Linked DNA regions of Mus musculus: all the other regions are linked to region 3. A link is a contact called in public promoter capture Hi-C data. All regions are on one chromosome and are shown on one strand. Each heading gives the region's core, a stretch centred on a gene start, on an enhancer-like site or on the middle of the called end of the contact. The rest is flanking DNA. Distances are from core to core; before and after follow the strand shown. Region 1 has its middle 19 kb from the start of Gm13446. Region 2 holds the start of Dab2ip (disabled 2 interacting protein). Region 3 holds the start of 4930402F06Rik (RIKEN cDNA 4930402F06 gene).

Region 1 (3,176 bases), core at 357-2,856, 140 kb after region 3:
TGGCTCTAGCTTTAGAGTCAAAAAGAAGAGAAAGAGGCTACCTCAGCTAAGAAAAGCCACTGTGGTCAGACATGTGTCAGGGTGTCCATGTGCAGCAGAGGCCACTGTGTGAAGCTTCGAAGGTGAAGCCTGGATTACCTCGCAGACTCCAAAGTGTTGGAGATGCCAGAGCCCTGGATACCTGTCGAGAAGACTGCTCACAGTGAGGGGACCAGCCCAAGGAAAAGAAGTGTGCTGCAGTCAATGAAGGTGACAGGGGTTGGAGATCTGACGTCAGACATGGAGATGCAGAATTTGGAGTTTGCCCAGTTGGCTTTCAGTCCAGTATCTCCTCACTGTGTGCGCTTTCCTCCCTTATGGAACTGTAATATGTATCCTGTGCCACTGTATGTTGGGAGTATGTGATCTGCTTTTTTACTTGGATTTTATACAGAATTACAGTCAAGAGATTGCATGAATCTCAGAGAAGACTTTGAACTTTGGACTTTTTAAACATTGTTGAGACTGTGATAGACCATGAGGACTTTTGGATTTGGGCTGAATGCATTTCTGCATTATGATATGGCTACAAGTCTACAAGGACCAGGGTGTGGACTGTGGTGGTTTGAATAGGAACGGACCCCGTAGATTCGAGTGTTTGAATACGTGGTCCATAGAGAGTGGCCCTATTAGGAGGTGTGGCTGTTTTGGAGTGGGTATAGCCTTATTGGAGGAAGTGTGTCACTGTGGGAGCAGGTTTTCAGATCTTAGATGCTCAAGCCCTTGCCCTGAAGGCTCACAGTTCTCTTATGCTGCCTGTGGATCAAGATGTAGAACTCTTAGCTCTTTCTCCAGCACCATGTCTGCTGGCATGGCACCATGCCTCCCACCATGGTGGTCATGGATTGAATCTCTGATACTCTGATCCAAGTCACAATTAAGTGTTTTCCTTTGTAAGAGCTGTCATGGACAGCTCTTTTCAGCAACGACAGCCTAACTAATACACCTAACATACACACTTACCTAAGATACACACACACACACACACACACACACACACACACACATACACACACACACACACACACAGGTATATTATTCAGCCTTAGGGAAACACAGCATTCTAATGTGGGCAAACCTTTGGAATGAAGCAAACAGATTAGTAAATATTGCATGATTTCATTCACATGAGGTATCCAGAGTTGTCATATTTGTAGGCATAGATGCTGCCCTTATTAAGCATAATTCTTTTGTTTCCTTGTTTGCATAAGGCCTCAGGATATAACAGGGCTGGCTTCTAACTCACAGTCTTCCTGCCTTGCTCCAAGGGCTGAGATTACAGGCCTGTGCCCCAGGCCTGCCTTGATTCAGACCTGGACACATGGAACCCAGTGTTTTACTGAACAACTAGGTCACAGCCATACTCAGACCTGGAAGGGACCATTCATCACTAGCTGTTTGGGCATTTTAACATACACAAGTCTCTGGGCCTCTTGGCTCCTTGTAAGGAAAGGCTCTAAAGCTGTTTCTGCACAGCGGGAGGGGAAAACCCTCTTAAGAGTGGCTCAGGCCTGGGCAGGGCCCTGGGCTCCAGTTTTGCAGCTATGACCTCGGTCTTTGCATTAAGCACTTCCTGCCATGGCGGTGGAATGTTCACACCACAGGGTAGGGGGACGCCCCCATCCCCCAGAGGCTTAGAGAAGATGCTCGGACCAACTTCAACCCTGCAGTCTTTGTTCAAACTAAAAGTTATCTCTCTACTTACTTCCCGACTTGCAGGCTCCCCGCTGTTCTCTGGTCTCTGCCCTCATTCCTTGATTTTAAACCAGGGGCCAAGTCTCTTACCTACTTTTGGGCTCGGACAGGAAGTTTCCCCCTGATTCCACCAGGGGGCGCGCGTGGGCCTTGCAAAGACCGAACAAGAATCTCAGGGAAGAGTCTGAAGTGCATGTAACCAGAGAGGCAGGGAAGCCTGGGACTGTAATGAGGGTCCCAAGGATGAGGCTCTGGTCCTGGGAGGTGTCTTGTCCCTCGGTTTGCTGGTCTAGAAAATGGGAGGAGGGCTACTAGGGCAAGCTTCTCAACCTTTTTTTTTTTTTAAATTAACATGATTTATTCTATTTTACAAATGTAATATTTTATTTTTCGAGAATTTCATGCAGGAGTCACTTAGACATCTTTTCTGAAAGCAGGCTTTGAGTCAGGGTCTGAGTATGGCCTGACCCATTTCTGATAGGCTCCCATGTGGTGTGCTTGCCTATGGCCCTGGGAATTATCTCCAGGGGATCTTCCAGGCCTAACCACAGATGAATTTCTGAGCTGGGCAGGAAGACCCTCTGGTCCTGAACAGCCCATCTCCCTTGCCTGTAATTCTAGAACTCAGGAGGCAGAGGCAAGGTGACTATGTGAAGCTGGAGGCCAGCCTGGTCTACAAGTGAGCTCTAGGTTTGCCTAAGCTACATAGCAGGCTCTGTTTCAAAACAGAAACCAACCAGCCGGGTGGTGACCCATGCTTTCAATCCCAGCATTGGGGAGGCAGAGGCAGGCAAATCTCTGTGAGTTCAAGCCTGGTCTACAGAGTGGTTCCAGGACAGCCAGGAGAAACCCTGTCTTGAAAAGCCAAAAAAACCAAACCAACCAGCCAGCCAGCCAAACAAAACCCCCAAAGCTCCTGCAAAGTGGCCTCCTGTGCAAGTGTGAGAGCGTGTGCGCGCACGCGCGCGCGCACACACACACACACACACACACACATACACGCGTGCGCGCGGATAAAGAAACAGGGAGAGTGGTGGTGAGCAAGCCTTCTATCAGGCAGACCCCAGGAACAGACCCTCTGCTGAAGCAGGCTATGAAAGAGGAAACCCCTGCTAAACATAGACCAGGGAGGAATTGATTTATCAAGTAGATACAATTCTAAATTTGCACAAAACTAATAACATAGCCTCAAAGTATGTAAAGCAAAAAAAAAAAATCATAATCAAGGGAACTAAAAGAAGAAATGAATTCTTCCTCTGGGGGGTGGGGGTGTCCCCCTACCCGGTGGTGGTGTGAACATTCTACTGTGGGTGGTATCTGCTGGCAGCAGCCCAGACGAAAAGGAGCATGGGAGAAGACGATTACGAGCTCTTTGCTCCCTCTCCTGCTGTCCAGTGAATTTGCCCTCCTCACAGCAGCCCCCACTTCCTGCTTCCTTCACT
Region 2 (3,004 bases), core at 359-2,858, 220 kb after region 3:
CCCACAACTGGGCCTGGAATCTGGTGACTGGGTGCAGATTATTATAGTAGTATCCCAGTAGTCCCCTGGCTGGCAACCCTGTTTCAGCTTCCTGTGGGGCTGGCCTGTGCTATGGGAAGTGGGACCAGAAGACTGAAAGGCAGCGGACCCTTCTGCAGCTAGGTTTGGAGACCTGCCCTCCCCCCTTACCCTCCAAAGTCCCAGGATGGCGCCTGGCCTCCAGCTGTGATCCAGCACCCCCATCCTCTCCACTGACCTGGAGGCCCTCCCTCCTAGACTGAGGAGCCAGGAAGGGGGCTTCCCCTGTGAGGAGAAAAACCTGGCCTGGATTGTTACCTAGGCTACCCTACCCCACTCGAGATTGCCGTAAGTTCCTCCAGTGTCTAGCCTGTCCCATTTCCCATAAGAGTTCATGCAACAACCGTTGGCCAAGACCATATGCCCTTGTACTTTTTGTGTGATCGAGGCAAGTCTCTCTCTCTCTCTCTCTCTCTCTCTCTCTCTCTCTCTCTCACACACACACACACACACACACTTGAGCACACATCTTTTAGGGCCTCAGTTTCCCCATCTGACTTGAACTGGTAGGTGGTGTGGTCTGAATGTTGCTTTGGGGAGAGGGGAGAGAAATGGAGGTTACCTAGGACCAGGAGGGTAGACCTAAGAGGAGGGGAAAAGGAGGCAGGCAGATTGCTGGCCATTTTAAGAGAAGGACAGAGATGAGAGCCAGCAGCAAGTAGGGTTGAGGGGGGGATGGGTGGTTGGCGTGAGGCTGCCAGTGATTTGATTTTTGCAAGATTTCTGTTGCTTCAAATACCAAAGAGAGATGGTTGGGTTTGTAGCTATTATGATCGGGGGAGCCATGGAAGTTTCTGGAACTGCAGAATGACTTGGAGAAAGTCTTTCAGCTTGTGGTAGTAGAGGCAGGTGGTCATTCCTTTCCCAAGCCTCAGTTTCTACTCCCACTGTAGGGTAGAGATCTTACTACCTTCAGAAACTCACTAATGCTACTAAAAATGTCAGAGGGGAGGGAAAATTCAGGCACCTCTGGTGGTTTATGTGGGGGATGGGGCAAAGTGGCTTAGCAAAGCCCTCTGGTTGCACAGGTGTGCCTTGTATTCTATGTGCGCTTGAAATGCACACAATAATTTTAATGGTATGAAAGTCATATTTTTATCAGATGGAGACTGCCTTCTGTAAAGAGTAGCTAAGTATCTTAGGCAACAGAGACAGGCAGAACTCCGACCTGACTGAGGGGTAGGTGCAAAGCTTTGTGGGGCGCTCTGGTCTGGCCATGTTTCAGTCCAGTCACCCCCTTCCTCAGACTCTAATTTCAGGTGCCTAGCCTTGGTGTGTATGCATATATACATGCACCACTGCACCTGTGGCGGGATAGGGTGCTCCAGGCACCCCAAGTTGGATATGGAGTTTAGACATGGCTGTTGGGTATATGCTGTTATTGGGGTTCTTCGGACGGGACAGGGGCACTCTCGGGCCGCGTCGCCCGGACGACTCCAGGCCAGGATTTTGCCCGCACTGACTTTCCGGGCGGGTGCCAGCCCAGCCTCCCGGTCCCGGGCCCCCGCCGAGGGGCCGGCTGCTCAGGGCGGGGCGGGGGAGGCGGCGGAGGAGGAGGAGTTGGAGCTACTTTGTAGGGCAGCCTTGGTCTTGCCTGCTGCTGCACCAGAGCGCGGGAGAGAGTGCGGGGCGCCCGCCGGGCGGTCCGGAGCGGCCGATGGGGCCCGTGTGAGCGCCCAGGCCTGGCCCGGTGCCCGGCGGGCGGCAGCATGTCCGCCGGCGGCAACGCCAGGAAGAGCACCGGGAGGCCATCCTACTACTACCGGCTGCTGCGGCGGCCCCGGCTGCAGCGACAGAGGAGCCGCTCCCGCAGCCGGACCCGGCCAGCCAGGGGTAGGCGCCACCCTGACCCCAGACCCTTAGTCCCTCGCAACCCCGCACCACCAACGGATGCTTTTGAGGCTCCTGTGTCAATGGGTGATGGCTCCTTATCTGGAGCTACCGTGACTGTCCCATCCCCATTGCCCCAGCTTCTGTAGGGTCCTTCCTCTTGGGGGAAAGCGGGGTCCCTAATGTTTCCCATTATATCAGGACCAAAGAGAAAGGGGTCGGTCTGATATGCAGTTCCTCCGTACTTCTGAGTTCCGAATCCCATTCCACTGTGCATCAGTTTACTCAGCGCGCAGGCCGTAGTAAAGTAGTCGAAGTGGATCCTGACTTGCCTCCACTGTCTGCTACTCAAGCTTAGCGTGCTTCCAGTCCTGTCTTGCTTCCTCATCTTTTGGATGGAGAGCTGAGTGGGCTTCCTGTGGGGAGAGCCAGGTTTGTAGGGGCCTGGAGCCACTCTGAGTGGTCCTTGGAAGGGTACTTCTTTCAAAATGGGGAGGGAGAAATGCAAGCCTTTCTTCGAGCCAGTAATAAGATCTTCAGCTAGAGAGGCCCTAACGTTTCATGCTGACTTGTGCTGGGCTGGTAAGTAAGTAGGGTCAGGGGCTCCACACAGAGACTCTGCCAGGCCTGGGTTGTGTAAGGCCATAATGCTTCGGTGGCTTAGGCCCACTGAAGGTGTCTGTGATGCAGAAGCTGCCTTAGTTTACATCCTAAGGTTATCTGGGGCATGGGAAGCCTGGCCCCGGCCCAGCCTCACCACAGGCAGAATGTGCCAAGCCTGCCTGGAGAGGTGTGAGAGTGGCCCCTTGTTTATTTTTTAGGTTTGGGTCAGTGAAGCAGGCAGGCTTTAGTTTACTTCCCCCCAGAATGGAGAAGACGTTCCGGCCCCAGCGGTAGAGCCAAGTAACAATGTACAGGGTTTATTTAGGAAGTACTGAGTTCCCTGTGCACAGAGTTCAAGTTTAAGCTGTCTGACTCTGCCCACAGGTTTGTAAACTTAGTTTGAGGATTCCCCAAAGCATGTGATATCCCGGCCTTTGCTGAAGTGGCCTCTGGCTAGTTCCTGTGCCTAGTCTAGGCAACCAGAGACCCAGGT
Region 3 (3,492 bases), core at 818-3,317:
GAGGATTGTTTACTTGATATTTTTACACTATGCTATTGTTTTCAGAACAGCATACATATTTGAAAATAATTTATACAGCCAAAAGAAACAGAGGCAATTAATTTGGGAGGTGGCTTGTAGGAGAACAACAAAGGGTGAGATTGAATGTTTTCCTTGATATTTACAATTATTGTATCAATTTTGAAGAAGAGGACCTTATAAGTTACTCTTTTTTCTGAGATGAATACTTTTCAAAATCATCACAGCCAATGAATCAGTATTTTACCCTCACCTCATGTCTGTGCCACCCTCCAAGCAGAACCATGGCTCACTGAAACAGTTGATGAATGGCTTCGTGGATAGACCATCTTAATACACACACCATTTCTTAAATGAATGTGACCTGTTCCCTGTGGGCTGAGAATGATGACAATCACTCAAATCAAATAGCTTTGAACATAGCAGGAAATCTGTATCCAAATAATCGTGCCTACAATTCATTCCTTGGCGCAGCAGAACTGTCAACTCTTAGCTTAGCTACTATGGAGGTAAAATCCTTTGATGATGTGAGGGACATTGAAGTACAGCCTTATTACAATGAACTCCAATGTTTAAAACTTGTTCTTATTTAGGGTTTGTACCACAGTAAGCCAAGATTTTAAAGCTCTACTAAAAATAAAACAAACAAACAAACAAACAAACAAAAATCTACTTATCTACTTTATGTTCATTTAATAACATGTCCATCATTCTTATGATTGGTATAGAAATATATATTGTGTTGAATATCATAAAAAATTAGTTGAATTAAAAAAAAAAAGAAGTCTAGCTGGGATTGGAGAGATGGCTCGGCAGTTAAGAAACACTAGCTGTTCTTCCAGAGGTCCTGAATTCAATTCCAGCAGCAACAAGATGTCTCACAAACATTTGTAATAAGATCTGATGTTCTCTCTGTCATGTACACACACATGCAAATGCATCACTTATATACATAAATGAATAAATCTTTTTAAAAAATGTTTATCATGTGTATATATCTGGTTTCATAGATAAAGTGGAATGGGCCAGCAAGATGGCTCAGTGAGTGAGGGTGCTTGCTGCTAAGTCTGAGGACCTGAGTTCAGTCACTGAGACCTACATAGTAAAACAACAGAACTGATTCCCTCAAGTTGTCCTATGACCTCTAAAGGGGACCTCCACACAAATAAGATATAACAAATTTAATAAAGCAGAAAATGGAGCAGAAATCAAATTTAACCCAAAATTTCCAAATTCAATTTAGAAGAAAATGATTAATAGAGAAATTTAAGAACTTTAACAAATGCCAAACCAAAACCAAAACAAAACAAAACAGAAACAGAAACAACAACAACAACAACAACAAAAAACCCAAAACCCAAACCAAAAAAGACAACATCAAAATAAAAGCCATGCACAAAAAGCAAATTGTTCTAATGGCAGTCATTTCCAAGGTCCCAAGACTAACAGTCCCACAGGAAAGTTTTAAAACCCCCGATGTCAAGCCTACACCAAGACAACTGAACAGCAGCAATCTTTGGATGGGATCCAGATGTGAATATTCTCAATCCAGGAAATTCCAAGATGCAGCCAATTGTAAATTGTGAATAAATGTTGTGTCCCTTGCCACTAAGAAAGACAAAAACTCCGTTGGGCTGCCTGTGGATTCTGGAGACGGTGTTCCACCACAGGGAGTGTCCGACTGTCTCCTGTCCACCTGATAAATATACAAAGCAGTAAGCTGCCCAAGAAACCCTGGAGGAGGTCGTCAAGTGGTCGCCGCTACTGGGATGCTTTCTTACCCAATGGATGCTGATGACCAGTGTCACCTATAAAGTTGAGTAGCCCAGAGAGGGGTGGGACAGGTTGTTGAAGGCTATAGCTCCCCTTGATAGAGCAGTTGAAGCAAGGGCCACTGAATTCCAGATCACTTCTTGGTGTGTGTTGTGTTGCTACCACCAAAATACCGAAGCTGGGTGCTTTACAAAAAGAAAAAAAAATGTTCCTCCAGCTCCAGATGTCCCAGAATCCATTCAGTTTCTGTTGAAAACCATGTGGCAGTCAGCCAGAGGCACTGTGTGGAGCGGAGCATGGGTTTGAGTGGTGGAGGGGAGCTGCCAGGCTTGCTAACAACCATGTCACAGAAGCCCATCTCCAGAGCGACAGCTCACTCATAGAAAAGCATTAATCCCTAGTCAATGCCTAACACAGCACTATCCACTGGAACCAAACCTCAGTGTGAACTCCACGGGGAGAACCACATCTCAACCATACCACACCTACAAACAGTAGCACCCTTGGCGCACATAAGCAATGTGTCTCTCCTCTAAGTCAGCGTTAAGATTCCCTCCTACTTCCCTTATGCCTTCTTTATTAACTGTGGTATATGTAGGGTTGATTTCTACCTGTTTATTTGATAAACTGCACAGTACACCTACAGCACCACTAAGCTATAGAGCTAGTTCCATTTATATGAAGGATCAATAGCATTTATACAAATGACGCTGCCTTTAATAGCACCAAAAAGAATGTTTTCATCACTCCAGAAACTGGTTCTCTTTGGAACTCCTGCCCCCTGGTGTCCACGAGAGGGAACTGCTTTGTCTTAGCTCTGGTTTCTAGGGAGGAAGTGGAGCTTTAGAGTTTCCCACACAGGCAAACAGATAAATCTGTTAGTGAACTCTGAAAGAGTGTAATTCCAGCCGCTCCAAGATTGCCACGAATGACATTTCTTGAGATGGGGTGAAGTTTGCCACCCTGTGCAAGTGTGAATCACTTAGCAGTGCCCTTGTATCCACCCACTACATGCCAGTAGCACCCACACTCACGATCCAGTTAGGACAAGCAAAAAAAAAAAAAAAAAAAAAAATGCAAATGCAGCCACTGTCATTGCCAAGTGGCTGCGAGGGCTGGAAGGGAGATGTGAGCTGAGAGCCGCTGATGTGCTGCTGTGGGGAGACAAGGAGGCCAGGACTTACTGCCCTGCGAGCAGCACGGAACCCTGTTGGCCATGGCACTGGCATAGAGCCTCAACCTGAACCCAAGCTGAAACCCCGAGGTCGCAGCTTGTGAACCACAGGGAAAAGGTTCTGTCTGCTGGACCACAGATGGAAATGCTAGTAGCAGGGATGTGAGAGAGCTGGTCCCATCTCCAGTCGAGAAGCAGAGAGATGCTGATGCTCTGCCTGCCTTCTCCTTTGTATTCAGTCTGGGACCCCACATTGACTGGTGCCATCCAGTTAGAATGAGCCTTGTTACCTCTGTCCACCCAACCTAGCAACTCCCTTGTAGACAAGCCCGATGTCTGTTACACTGGGAGGGAGTGGGGAGCATGCCTAGGCTGGAAAGATGGCTCAGCTGATAATGTGTCTGCCACGTGAACACTAATCTGATCCCAGAGAACGCCCATAAACTGTCTAGGTGTGAGGGCATGCCACTGGAACTCCAGGGCTGCTGTTGTGAAGACTGCAGACCATGACCTGCAGCTTGGAGTCC

The links. Promoter capture Hi-C pulls out the DNA fragments that hold promoters and counts their contacts.
Region 1: a promoter capture Hi-C map of the C10 cell line shows a contact between it and region 3, with 3 times the contacts expected there. The contact joins the enhancer-like site here to the promoter of 4930402F06Rik in region 3. A contact is called at or near these places in 11 of 39 promoter capture datasets (the 3T3-L1 cell line, 3T3-L1-derived adipocytes, the C10 cell line and 6 more), 4 of 484 Hi-C or Micro-C datasets (the 3T3-L1 cell line, the N1E-115 cell line, embryonic stem cells and 1 more) and 1 of 9 other capture datasets (liver).
Region 2: a promoter capture Hi-C map of macrophages shows a contact between it and region 3, with 5 read pairs. The contact joins the promoter of Dab2ip here to the promoter of 4930402F06Rik in region 3. A contact is called at or near these places in 3 of 39 promoter capture datasets (the C10 cell line, macrophages and pre-B cells).

Annotation. Positions count from the first base shown.
Region 1 is chr2:35,537,880-35,541,055 of GRCm38.p6, forward strand. No RefSeq gene overlaps it. Among named protein-coding and RNA genes, the nearest start is that of Gm13446, 19 kb to the right of the region's middle. Within about 2 kb of position 1,607, at least 24 of the 459 cell types and tissues checked have an H3K27ac peak or open chromatin away from gene starts, as enhancers often do. A contact at or near this core is called in trophoblast stem cells, where this site is marked.
Region 2 is chr2:35,620,373-35,623,376 of GRCm38.p6, forward strand. It overlaps Dab2ip (disabled 2 interacting protein), which reads left to right and starts at 1,609. Exons shown (of 16, transcript NM_001114124.2): 1 at 1,609-1,911. The coding sequence starts at 1,788.
Region 3 is chr2:35,395,107-35,398,598 of GRCm38.p6, forward strand. 4930402F06Rik (RIKEN cDNA 4930402F06 gene) reads right to left here and starts at 2,068. Exons shown (of 6, transcript NM_001080709.2): 1 at 1,800-2,068.